Linked DNA regions of Mus musculus: region 1 is linked to region 2. Evidence: chromatin contacts called from public Hi-C data. All regions are on one chromosome and are shown on one strand. Each heading gives the region's core, a stretch centred on a gene start, on an enhancer-like site or on the middle of the called end of the contact. The rest is flanking DNA. Distances are from core to core; before and after follow the strand shown.

What was found. A called contact is a pair of places that touch in the nucleus more often than the background predicts.
Region 1: a contact with region 2 is called in a Hi-C map of bone marrow-derived macrophages, with 15 read pairs. The contact joins two enhancer-like sites. A contact is called at or near these places in 1 of 15 datasets of contacts at CTCF or cohesin (the NIH/3T3 cell line) and 1 of 484 Hi-C or Micro-C datasets (bone marrow-derived macrophages).

The regions. Positions count from the first base shown.
Region 1 is chr5:64,766,349-64,771,764 of GRCm38.p6, reverse strand. No RefSeq gene overlaps it. Among named protein-coding and RNA genes, the nearest start is that of Klf3, 34 kb to the left of the region's middle. Within about 2 kb of position 2,199, at least 2 of the 459 cell types and tissues checked have an H3K27ac peak or open chromatin away from gene starts, as enhancers often do. A contact at or near this core is called in bone marrow-derived macrophages, where this site is marked.
Region 2 is chr5:64,296,437-64,301,887 of GRCm38.p6, reverse strand. All of the region lies in intron 14 of Tbc1d1 (TBC1 domain family, member 1), which reads right to left. Among named protein-coding and RNA genes, the nearest start is that of Gm38634, 42 kb to the right of the region's middle. Within about 2 kb of position 3,382, at least 178 of the 459 cell types and tissues checked have an H3K27ac peak or open chromatin away from gene starts, as enhancers often do. A contact at or near this core is called in bone marrow-derived macrophages, where this site is marked.

The DNA of each region.
Region 1 (5,416 bases), core at 950-3,449, 470 kb before region 2:
CATGTGGGCGGAAAGGAAAGATTTTTGTTTTGTTTTGTCAGTTTTACACTTTTGAAAATTTCATTATGTAAAGTAAAATTAACAATGTGCATTTGAGACTTATCAAATATGTAGAGAGGTAAAAATGATTGGTAATAAGTTGAAAGACAGGATGGAGAAAAACAAATCCTACAGGTGTAAGTTTGGCATCATACATGAAATAGTATAATGTTATTTGACTACAATGAGTTAAAGTGGGTATTATAAAAGAGGGTTGTTTATAAATGCAGATGCTCCTCACTCGGAGGAGTTACATCCCAAAATATCATCAAGGTGAAAATCATTAGGAACACAGTACCCTGTGGAGTATGAGTTACTTCTCTTTATGATTGTATGGCTGTGTAAAGCTGCCTTGCAGCTGGCAAGCACCATGAGAGAGTATTATACCACATCATGGAGAAGAAGATCAAAATTTAAAATGTAGTTTCTACTTAATGTATACTGCTTTATCAATGTTGTGAATTAAAAATGTAACTTGAACCGCTGTGATTCGTGGGTTGATTGTGCATACCTGTGTATATACCATGTGTAAATACTGTGTATATACCATGTGTAAATACTGTGGAGATAAACTGAATATTAACAGGGACCAGTTAATTTAAAATAAGCAGAAAAGGGGGGAAGGGTAATAATTACAAGTAAATCAAATAAAAAACATTAGCAAATAATTCATTTAAATTTAACCACAGTGATAATTATATTAAATATAAATGGTCTAGACACTACACTTAAGAGTCAGAGGTTGTCACACTGTCAAAGAACAGTTAAGATATAACATAAACAAGAAAATCACCTTAAATGTACAAGCCAGCTGCATCTGAAAGAAAGGCAAAAGACATGTTATACAGATATATATTACAAGAAAGCTGGACTGGTTGTATTAGTATCAGAATAGATAATAGAAAATAGAAATGTTACTGGTAATGAAAAGAGATTTTTCATAATGGTTGAAGTGTAAATACCACCTAAAAGATATGATATGCATACTTTTTGACCACTCTAAGCACAAGGTAGCTTTGAAACATTTGTAGCAAAACCTCACAGTTCTGAAGGATTTTTTTTTTCCTTCAGGGTTGGGGATTGAATCTAGAACTTTGGAAGTGTTATCTACCACTAAGCTACAAACACAGCTCTTCGTGAGAGGACGGTTTAACAATCTATAGTTACAGTTTCAGATTTCAACACTTTTCACTTAATAATCAACAAAGCAAGAAGATAGAATCAACAGGAGTTTGAAGTTGTGAACATTGTCATCAATTAACTGGATCTAATTGGACTTGCCCCAAAGACATCTAAATACACATTTTTTTTCAAGTTCACTTAGGATATTAACCAAAGGAGACCATAACTTAACCATGAAACAAGTCCAACAAAGTTAAAAGTATTGCAGTCATAGAGTATGTCCTTTGACTATAATTAAATAAATTAGAAATCAATAGCAGCTATTTGGAAAAATCTCTAAATATTTGGGAACAAAGCAGGACACTTCCAAACAACACACAGATAAAGGAAACAAATCACAAAGAAACAGAAAATATTTTGAACTAGGAGAAAATAAAAACACATGTACAAAAACTTGTGGGATTTAGCCAAGGCAAATGCGAGACAGTAAAGGCTTATATTACAAAGGTCTAAAAATCAGTAATCTAAGATTTCACCTCGACAAAAAGCAAGAAATGAACAAGTTAAATCCAAATAAGAAGATACAAGATCATAAATATAAAAAGCACATATCAATAAAAGAAAAGAAAAAGAAATGATAGAAACTATGAAAACTAATGTTGGTTTAAAAGTGTTCAGTTAAATTATAACCCTCCAGCTAGACTCAAAAGGGAGAGGGCAGACGTTAGTAATACTAGTAGGAAAAAAAAATGTGTTATAGGCACAATAGATATGAACATAATGAAAAAAACTGTAGATCATTTTATGTCAACAAGTCCAACAGTTTAGACGAATTTGTGCAATGGCCTCTTTTCTGTGGCTGTGAGAAAGCACCATGACCAAGACAACTTATAAAAGAGTTTATTTGGGATTAAAACTTGACAGGGATAAGACTCTGTCATGGCAGGGAGATGTGGCAGCAGGTAGCAGGCATGGCAGGAGGAAGTTTAGATTCAGACCTCGAACCAAAAGCATGAAACAGACAACAAGCCAGAAGCAATCTGAATTTCTCTAACTGCTGCAGCTATAAAGGCTCTCTTACACATTATGGGGAAGTTGCACCAAGCCATGAATCTTGCTGAGTCTTAGTTTTTTTAAAAAAGGTTTATTTATTTATTTTATGTGCGTTGTTGGTGTTTTGCCTGTATGTATGTCTGTATGAGGGTGCCAGATCTCCTGGAACTTGAGTTACACACAGCTGTGAGCTGTCAGCTGGGAATTGAACCTGGGTCCTCTGGAAGAGCAGCCAGTGCACTTAACCACCAAGCCATGTCTCCAGCCCCTTGAGAAACCTTTTAGAAGAACTCTGTGAGGTAAAGGATATTTTTGTGAGCACATAATAGCTGGATACTGTACACAGAGACACGGATGGGCCTCTCTGCAATTCTATAGCTACTATAATCTGAACATTTGTCTGCCCAATGTCTGAAGTGGTCCTCTAACAATACAAGTGCTTGTTGGGCCTGCTCATCTTCATGTCATGTTGTAAATGTCAATGCAATTTTTATTTCCTCAGATTAAGTGATTAGATGAAAGCCATATCCAAGCTCTGCAAACACATGGCTGACTGAGCCTAGAACATTTTCTTTTCTGCCTTTACTCTCTCTAGTCCTTGAATCTTCTTGTCTTTGTAACATCTAATCTTCTGGGAGCCCAGGACTTGACGACTTCAGCTTTCAGCCTCTGTCTACTAACCTAGGCCTAGACTGTTTCAACCAATGAAATTTACTCCTGAATAAACTCATCTCTCTTAGCTCTTTCTGAACATTGGCTGGCTGGTTCAACTCAGCTGTCGGCTCCAACTCCTCTTGAAGATAACTGCTTCAAATCGGCTTCTCTCAGCTTCTGACTGAATTGCTCTGCTTGGGAAAAACTGCCTCTGAACTCCATGGACAGAAGTGCCCTGAACTGCACCAAACTGAACTGAACTAAATGGAATAGAACTGAACAGGATTGAATTGGATTCTGTCTCCTTCACTGCTCTTTAAGTAGCCCCCCTTTCTTGCCTGTTCTCATGAGAGTTGGGCTTATCCTATCTCTCAGTTATTCTTTCGAATGTTTCTCTGATTGGTCACTTTGTCTGCCCCTCAATTAGATGTCATTGTATATGGAATTAAAGGTGTATGTCTGTATTCCAGACAGAGGGATTAAAGGTGTGTGATGTGCCTGCATTTATATCTTTGGATGTGACCTCTTGTTAGAGCAGCCATGTTACTGAATTAAAGTTCCTCTGTACCCATAGCCTTGCAGGGCTTGGAGTATCAGCCCTCTAGTTTTCTGTTCATGATTTAGAACTGCCACCTCAGTCAGAATATCAAGTAGAAAACACTTCCAAAGAAAATTATATTTATTTAGTTGTAAAATCTGTTTTACCAGAGTGGGACGTGTCCTCTATGGCACTTGAAGCTTTTAGTTAAATTTTTGGTTGCTACAAGTATTGTGGCTTCCATGTAGAGAACAGTGATTTCATTTTCTTTGGGTAGAATAAAATGTCCCTTTCCTCCCAGTGTAGACTTAGATCTCGGTGCCACTACCAAGACTTGTTTACACAAGGACTCATGAGAGTCTTTACAAGCTGAGAGCTCTGTGTCCTCAGTTTGCAAGATGGGAGGCTCTGTAATGCTTTTCTCTCTCTACCTCCTCAGTTCCTTCCATGTTTCCAGAGCTTCAGAAGTCTGATTTCCTGGAGAGTAGTGTTTCAAAAACGTTTGGACTATCATCCACTATAAGAACTACACTTAGCCAGGAAACTGTGACTCATACCTTTAACTTAGTACTCAGGAGGCAGAGGCAGGCAGATCTCTGTGAGTTTGAGGCCAGTCTGGTCTACAGAGCAAGTTCTAGGACAGCCAGGGCTACACACAGAGAGACCCTGTCTCAAGAAATTGCTTGATTGGGCAGTAGGTCAGTTAGTCAAATGCTTGCCTAGGGCTCATAAAGTCTTGGGCTTGATCCCAAGCACCACACGCACCAAGTGTGGTGGCACATACCTGTAATTTCAGCACATGAAGGGGGAGGCAGATGATCAGAAATTCAGGGTCATGCTCAGCTACGTAGTAAGTTCAAGGCCAGCCTGGACTATATGAGACAATGTCTCAAAACAAAAACAAAAACAAAACAGATGCCCTCCTGTAATATACCTCACAAAAGAAGTAGCACATATTATAATATAAGTATACATATTAGTTTAAAGTATATGGTAATATAGATGATCCCTTTATTTATTGTACAAGTTGGGAAAATTATTACTGAAGATATAACTACACTGGGACAACAGAAAGAAATTGTCTTTTTTGGGGAAAATTGGAACATATGTCCTAAAACCATTTAACCATATTTATTTTGATACATTCTGTTATCTTATCAACCATTCTAGATAATTAAAAAATGCTTTTGGGGATGTGTTAAACTGTTTTCTGTAGCTCACTAATGATTCTCTTCCAAGCACTTTGATTCCCTCTAGAGAAAAACTAGTTTGTTTTAATATTCCTGAGTCCAGAAGCACTAAGTGTTATTAACATAATTATTTTCATATACAAATATGGAGAACTCAGGCTCCAGGCCAGGATGACTCCTAATTGCCAAAGCTACTCTTAATCCAATTGTTCCTACTTATTCAACTACTAAGTCTTTAGCACTCTTTATGCTTCCCAGTGCTGGCGATGGCAAAGGACTGGCTGTTGGGATTGGGTTGTTGTGTTGTAGTGGTGTTTACACTTATAAAAGTATGTCTTCATAGTACGTGTGTATGAGGGAGTACTGTAGTGTGTTGATCCAGAGACCATAGGGACAGCAGGAAAGGAAGTCCAACAAGATGGCCTGTCAGATGGAATTCTGAAGAGGAGTAGCAATTCTGTTTGTCCAGTTTTTCAGGAGGATACTGTTGACTTTAGGAGTGGGAAGTCTCACCAAAGAACTGCTATGCTGCTGGTAGCTTCTAACAGGCTAGTATGTTGTTCTAGGTCTGTTCGACTTACATTAAACTTCATGAGTGTACTGACCAAAGTGGTGGTCTATTTACAGGGGTTTTGGTAGGATTTCGTTTTTTGGCAAGTGTCTCATGAAGCCCTAGTTCATCTCCTAATTTGCCATGTGTGGTGATTTGAATATGCTTGGCCCAGGAAGTAGAACTATTGGGAGGTGTGGCCTTGTTTGAGGAAGTGTGTCACTGTGGGGGTGGACAATGAGACCCTCATCCTAACCACTTGGGAGCCAG
Region 2 (5,451 bases), core at 2,133-4,632:
CCTCTCCACTGCTCTGAACCCCAAACACAAACAATATTCAAGGATCCCAGAGAAGGGAACCAGGGCAGCCTGGAACATCCTGAGAAGACGGAGCAGAAGAGAAAGAAATCAGAGGGACAGAACATAGCAAGGCCCTAGAGCATGTTATGTTGGTAGCAAGGGACTGGGCTGGGGCTCTCTAAAAACAATTGTGTTCTTAAATTACACAGTCCATCCATCCATCCATCCATCCATCCATCCATCCATCCATCCCCCTCCTCATTGAAATCTACAGAGATAGTAACACATACATACCTTTATACACATATGACTTTATAAGAAACATATGGCCGATTCAGTCTTAATCCTCCTGTGACCAAGCATCCACCCACTTCAGCCCAAAACAATGGTGAGATAAAATCAAGTTCTGTTCCCAAGGAGACAGCTGAGTGGGCCCCATTCCAGTCAGTGTCAGGAGTGGCTGAAGACAGGTCAGCGGGGTAACAGGAGTTCAGAGGGGCCATTACTGATGAATGAGCCATCCCTAACAGCTCTTCTATAGAGTTGGGGCAGTCATCACGTGCCGAGTCTGAAGGCAGCTGCCAAGGCCAGGGAAAGCTTCTCCCTGAGAAGTGCAGCATGGGCAAAGCAGCAGATAGAATCAGAGACCACAAAGAGTTCCACCAAGACCAGGAAAAGGAGAGAGGTGCAGGTATATTGCAAGAAATAGGCCAAGTTGGTAACGTGGGTCACAAACAAAGGGTCACCTGTTAAGCAAGACCTCCATCCCGATGCATGTGCAGTGAAGAAGTAACAAGGGGGCATGCTACAAGTTCTGTGCCAGAGCCTGAAGGCAGGGACCATGTGCACTTAGCTTACTGGTATTCACCCTAAGCCCAACAAAGAGCTTTTAAAAGATGTCCAAGCACTCAGCATTCGTCATTTACACTGCTGATGTCCAGGACTACAGCTGCTGATCAAGCCACCTCTTCCCGCAGTTTACCAGAGGCACAGAAGACAAAAGCTGCCTCAGAGTCCCCCTAAGAGCATGTGGGTCGCAGTGTCAATGAGCTGAGTCCCCGGGACTGCTTCCCAGAATATGGCCCTAATAGCATCAGCAAGAGGCAACCCTGAGAGCTTGTGAGAAATGCAGTCCCAAACACCAAGGCCTGATAAATCAATCATAAACTCTAGGGTAGACCCAGCAAACAAGGCTTACACAACTGGGAATTCTAATTCACAGACATGTTTGAAGGCCCTGGATCTGGGCATTCAGTATGTTCACTGAAGTTAAGTTTTTATATATTTATCTTAACTGGTAGCATCATACTATGTGACACTGTAATACGAGACAACAGGCACGTCTTGGATTTATTTTATTTTTGCAGTGCTATGGATCTTAATGAGGGTTTTGTAAAGTATTCTACCACTGAGCTAACCTCTTAGCCCCAAGGGTACCTTTAAATAAGTTTCAGATTAAACAATGACTCTACCCATCATGTGCACCGTGACTATTAAATAAAGTATAAAAATACATCTGTCTTTTCAAACACTGGCCAAATCACATGATCTTAGTCAAAGGCAATTGTTTGAACTCAAATTAACACCATTTTCTTAAGAAATGCACTCAGAAAGGGGCTCCTCCCTACTGACCCAAATCTACCACCCACACAAATCGAACAATAATAAATTCCCTTCAAAAAACCCTCCAGATCTGAACATAAATAGTCAGGGACAGAAACCAATGAGTCACTCACACAACAGAAAAATATACTACAGAAAGCTAAAGGCACCATTGCCCAACCCATGTTATTAGCTAAGTGCAGTGAAGCAGCTTGTTTGGAGTGTGTGCTCGCATGTATACACACACACACACACACACACACACACACACACACACATACTACACACACACACTCTGCCTGTGCACCTCTCCCCAGCTCTGGCCTCTGCAAACCCGGAGGCATGGTAAAAAGAACCAGAGAAGACACCTACTTCCTTATTTGTCCCCAAGCCTCTCCCAGCCGCGGCACAGGTGTAAGCCTGGCACGGGTGCTATGGAGGCTAAAAGGAGGCCTGGAAAGAGTCAAGAGGTTAAGTTATGGAGCAGGAGAGAGGAGGGAGAGTATGCTTTCAAATAAGCCCTCGCCAGGGGCTGGGGAATAGTGAGGAGCTAGGGAGTGGCTGGGAGCAGGGGAGCAGTGGGAAGCAGAGCTGCTGGGCTTCTATGCTGTTCCTAATCTCCTACCCAGTAGGGGCCAGGGCTTCATCACAGGCATCTGGGAGGGAGCAAACATTGAACCCATAGGAGAGGCAAGGGCCCCTTCATTCTACTTACACCAGCAGGGAGGAGTCCTGCAAACATGGTGTGTCCACTGCATTATCCCAGGGCAGGGGGCATGTCCTATAGTTTTAGACATGTATTAAAGTTTTCATTTGGGCATGGTAAAGACTATTACAAGGGCTGGAGGTACACCCCTAGTGAAGCCCGTGATGAGCCCTTGTGAAGCATTTTTTATAAAATGATTCCCCCTGCCCCCCCACCCCCCCCCCACACCTCTAAACAAAACAGAAGAGAGTTGTGCCTTGGGCTCAGAGACCAAAAGGATGGTCTGAACTCTGGTGGGAAGGACAAGCAGACTAACATAACAGCTCAAAAACGCCCAAATTTCCCTTTCTGGGCCAGGGAAATTGTAAGATATTTATCTACATACTTCCATACCTTTACCTATTAATGACAAGATACACTTTTAATGGGCAAGCTTGCTACAGTGGAACTTCCCAAGGACACACACTCCTAATACTTCCTTATACTCTCCCCCGGCCTGCCCTTGAACTCCTGCTGCATGTTAGCATTTGCTAGCACTGCACTCCAAGCAGCTCTCTGGCGACTAAGTCTTTGCCATGATGGGGTGCAGGGTCTGAAGCCCCTGAGCATATGCGTGTTGTGGCAAGGCTCTGAAGCAGGGCAATGGTGAAGGGCAAGCTGGGGTGCACTGGGGACTCCACTCCGCTCCGGAGATGAAGCTTTATATCCAGAAGCTACGGAAGAACGAGCAGAGTCACGTGGCAGAGATGAAGCTTTATATCCAGAAGCTACGGAAGAACGAGCAGAGTCACGTGGCAGCCCATGCAGGGCAGACATTCATAAGTGCTGGGGCACGGGAGAACGTAGGAAAGGAAGCAGGCGGTGTGAGAAGACTCTCAGGGAGAAAGTCCCAGGAGGAGTACAGGGAAGAAATGTGTGAGCAAGGGAAGAGTCAGAAAAGCCATGGCTAGGGAACAACCGGAATTCCACAGGGACCTTTATCTAAGTCGCTGCTGGACCGCAGGCCTGAGTGGCTCACAGCTGTAGCCAGGACCTCTGCTGCCCTCCTCCCCCGCCCACCTGCCTTGTGGGTATATGTCGCTGAAATTCTAGTCCCGCCCACCTATTACACAATGCTTATCTGGGTGTGATCTAAGGCTGGAATCCATGAAAGGAAGCCTGTGAGTTGGGAAACACTTTTGTGCTTGCTCGGAAGAGGGGATGAGGAAGTTTAAGCATAGAGGGATGCTATGAAACAGAAGTTTAAACTAGTGGACCCAGTCCTTGCCCGACTCCTATAATGTTCAGCTTGTTAAATGTGAAATTGTGGCCTCTCTCCATGGAAAACACAGCACTAAGGCTTTCCTGACCAGGCAAACATCCTGGACATATCAGCTTAAGAGACAGCATCGTCCTTAGGTATCCGCAACTGTTGAGGCAGCTGGCAGACTGAGGCAACCAAGCAAATGGCCACACATAGTCTAAGGGACCAGAAGATGTCTTTTTGACAATATGACTCTTCTGCAAAAATGACAGCCTCTGTGATGTTAAGTGTGAGCTGAACATAGGTGTGGCAGTAAAGCCTATAATCCAAGCACTCAGGAGGACTTCTGAGGTCAAGGCTGGTCTGGCCTACACTGCAAGAGTTTGTGTCAGAAAACAAAGCTGAACAATGTGGCTGCCATTTGTAGGGGAGGTGCCTACTTTTGTTTTCTAAATCCCCAAAGAGAAGAGGCTGTCTGCATCCTATGTGATTACAGCTTCCACTGACTGGTCCACATCCCTCCTATCAGGTAGACGCTGTCATTACTCTATGCTATACCTGCATATCTATGGAGGACATCGCAAAACCAGTGTTAGCCACACAGGTCACAGAGGAGCCACAATGGGGTAATCACCTCACTAGACTGACCACTAGCAAATTAACCAGAAAATAGCAAGAGAAGATGTGTGTGTGTGTGTGTGTGTGTGTGTGTGTGTGTGTGGAACCCTAGGGCACCGGGAAAGCACCAATGCTGTGAAAAGAGTGTGGCACATTAAAAATACAAGGGTCATTTGGTCAGGCGCCTCACTTCTGGCATTTGCACCAAGGTTCACAGTTAGTCACAACTGCTAAGAAATGGGTACTAAAAAAGGCCAGTCAATATAAGTAAGCAAAACCACACGTGGCACACAAAACACTGCAGGTATAATTTGACCTTGAAAGGGAAAACCTGCTATGAGCTAGCAAGAGGAAACTACTTAAATAAACTTGAAACAAGAAGACAAAGGCTGCCTTTCACAGGAACCATGTAAAGTAGCCACATTCATAGAAATAGAAAGTAGAACAAAGGTTAGTGTGGGCTGGGGACAGGGGAGGGTGCTAATGGCTTTAAGGGTTTCACTTTTACAAGAGGAAACTCACAACCAAAGCTGAGCATCTCAGCCGCTTCGAGGTGTAAGTGTGTGTTTTACACACAAACCAATGCCAGGGCACTACTCTGATCTGCGAGTACCTCCAAGGTCACGCAAGTACCTCCAAGGTCACCAAGTACCTCCAAGGTCACCCAAGTACCTCCAAGGTCACACAAGTACCTCCAAGGTCACCCAAGTACCTCCAAGGTCACCCACTTTCTCTCAAATGGCCAGAAGCAAATTATTATCACAGCGGGTCTTAGTAACCAGCATGGAATCTTACTTTTTAGTTTTTTTCCTTTTAAACAAGTCTTGCAATGTGGTACAATCTGCCCTTGAACTCTCTGCTCCTCCTGCCTCAGCCTCCAGAGACTATGGGAGTGCCCTCTCACACCAGGCCTAGAGTTTTGCTTTGCTTTGAAAACAAAGGCTTGCAGGCTGGAACGGGGCAGTGGAAAGAGCCTACAGATTCCCCTCTGGAGCACCACAGCTGGGAAGGGGAGGAGGGCATGAGAGGAAGAGGCCCGGCATGAGGAAGACTTCTGTAAGCCCGCGGCCTCCCAAAGGTCCCATCACTTTGACATCACAGCAGTCCAGAGCTCAGCATCTCCGTGTGGATGTGTGTGGAAAGTTCCCCGTTCTTTTCTGAAGACTCCCACTTCTGCCTTGTGTGGGAGGCCTGAGCTCTGAGGAGCTGTGCAATGCTGCCCCCTCACAGCTCCACAGTGACCATAACACATCTGACACAACAAGGAGCTGAGATAGGGACC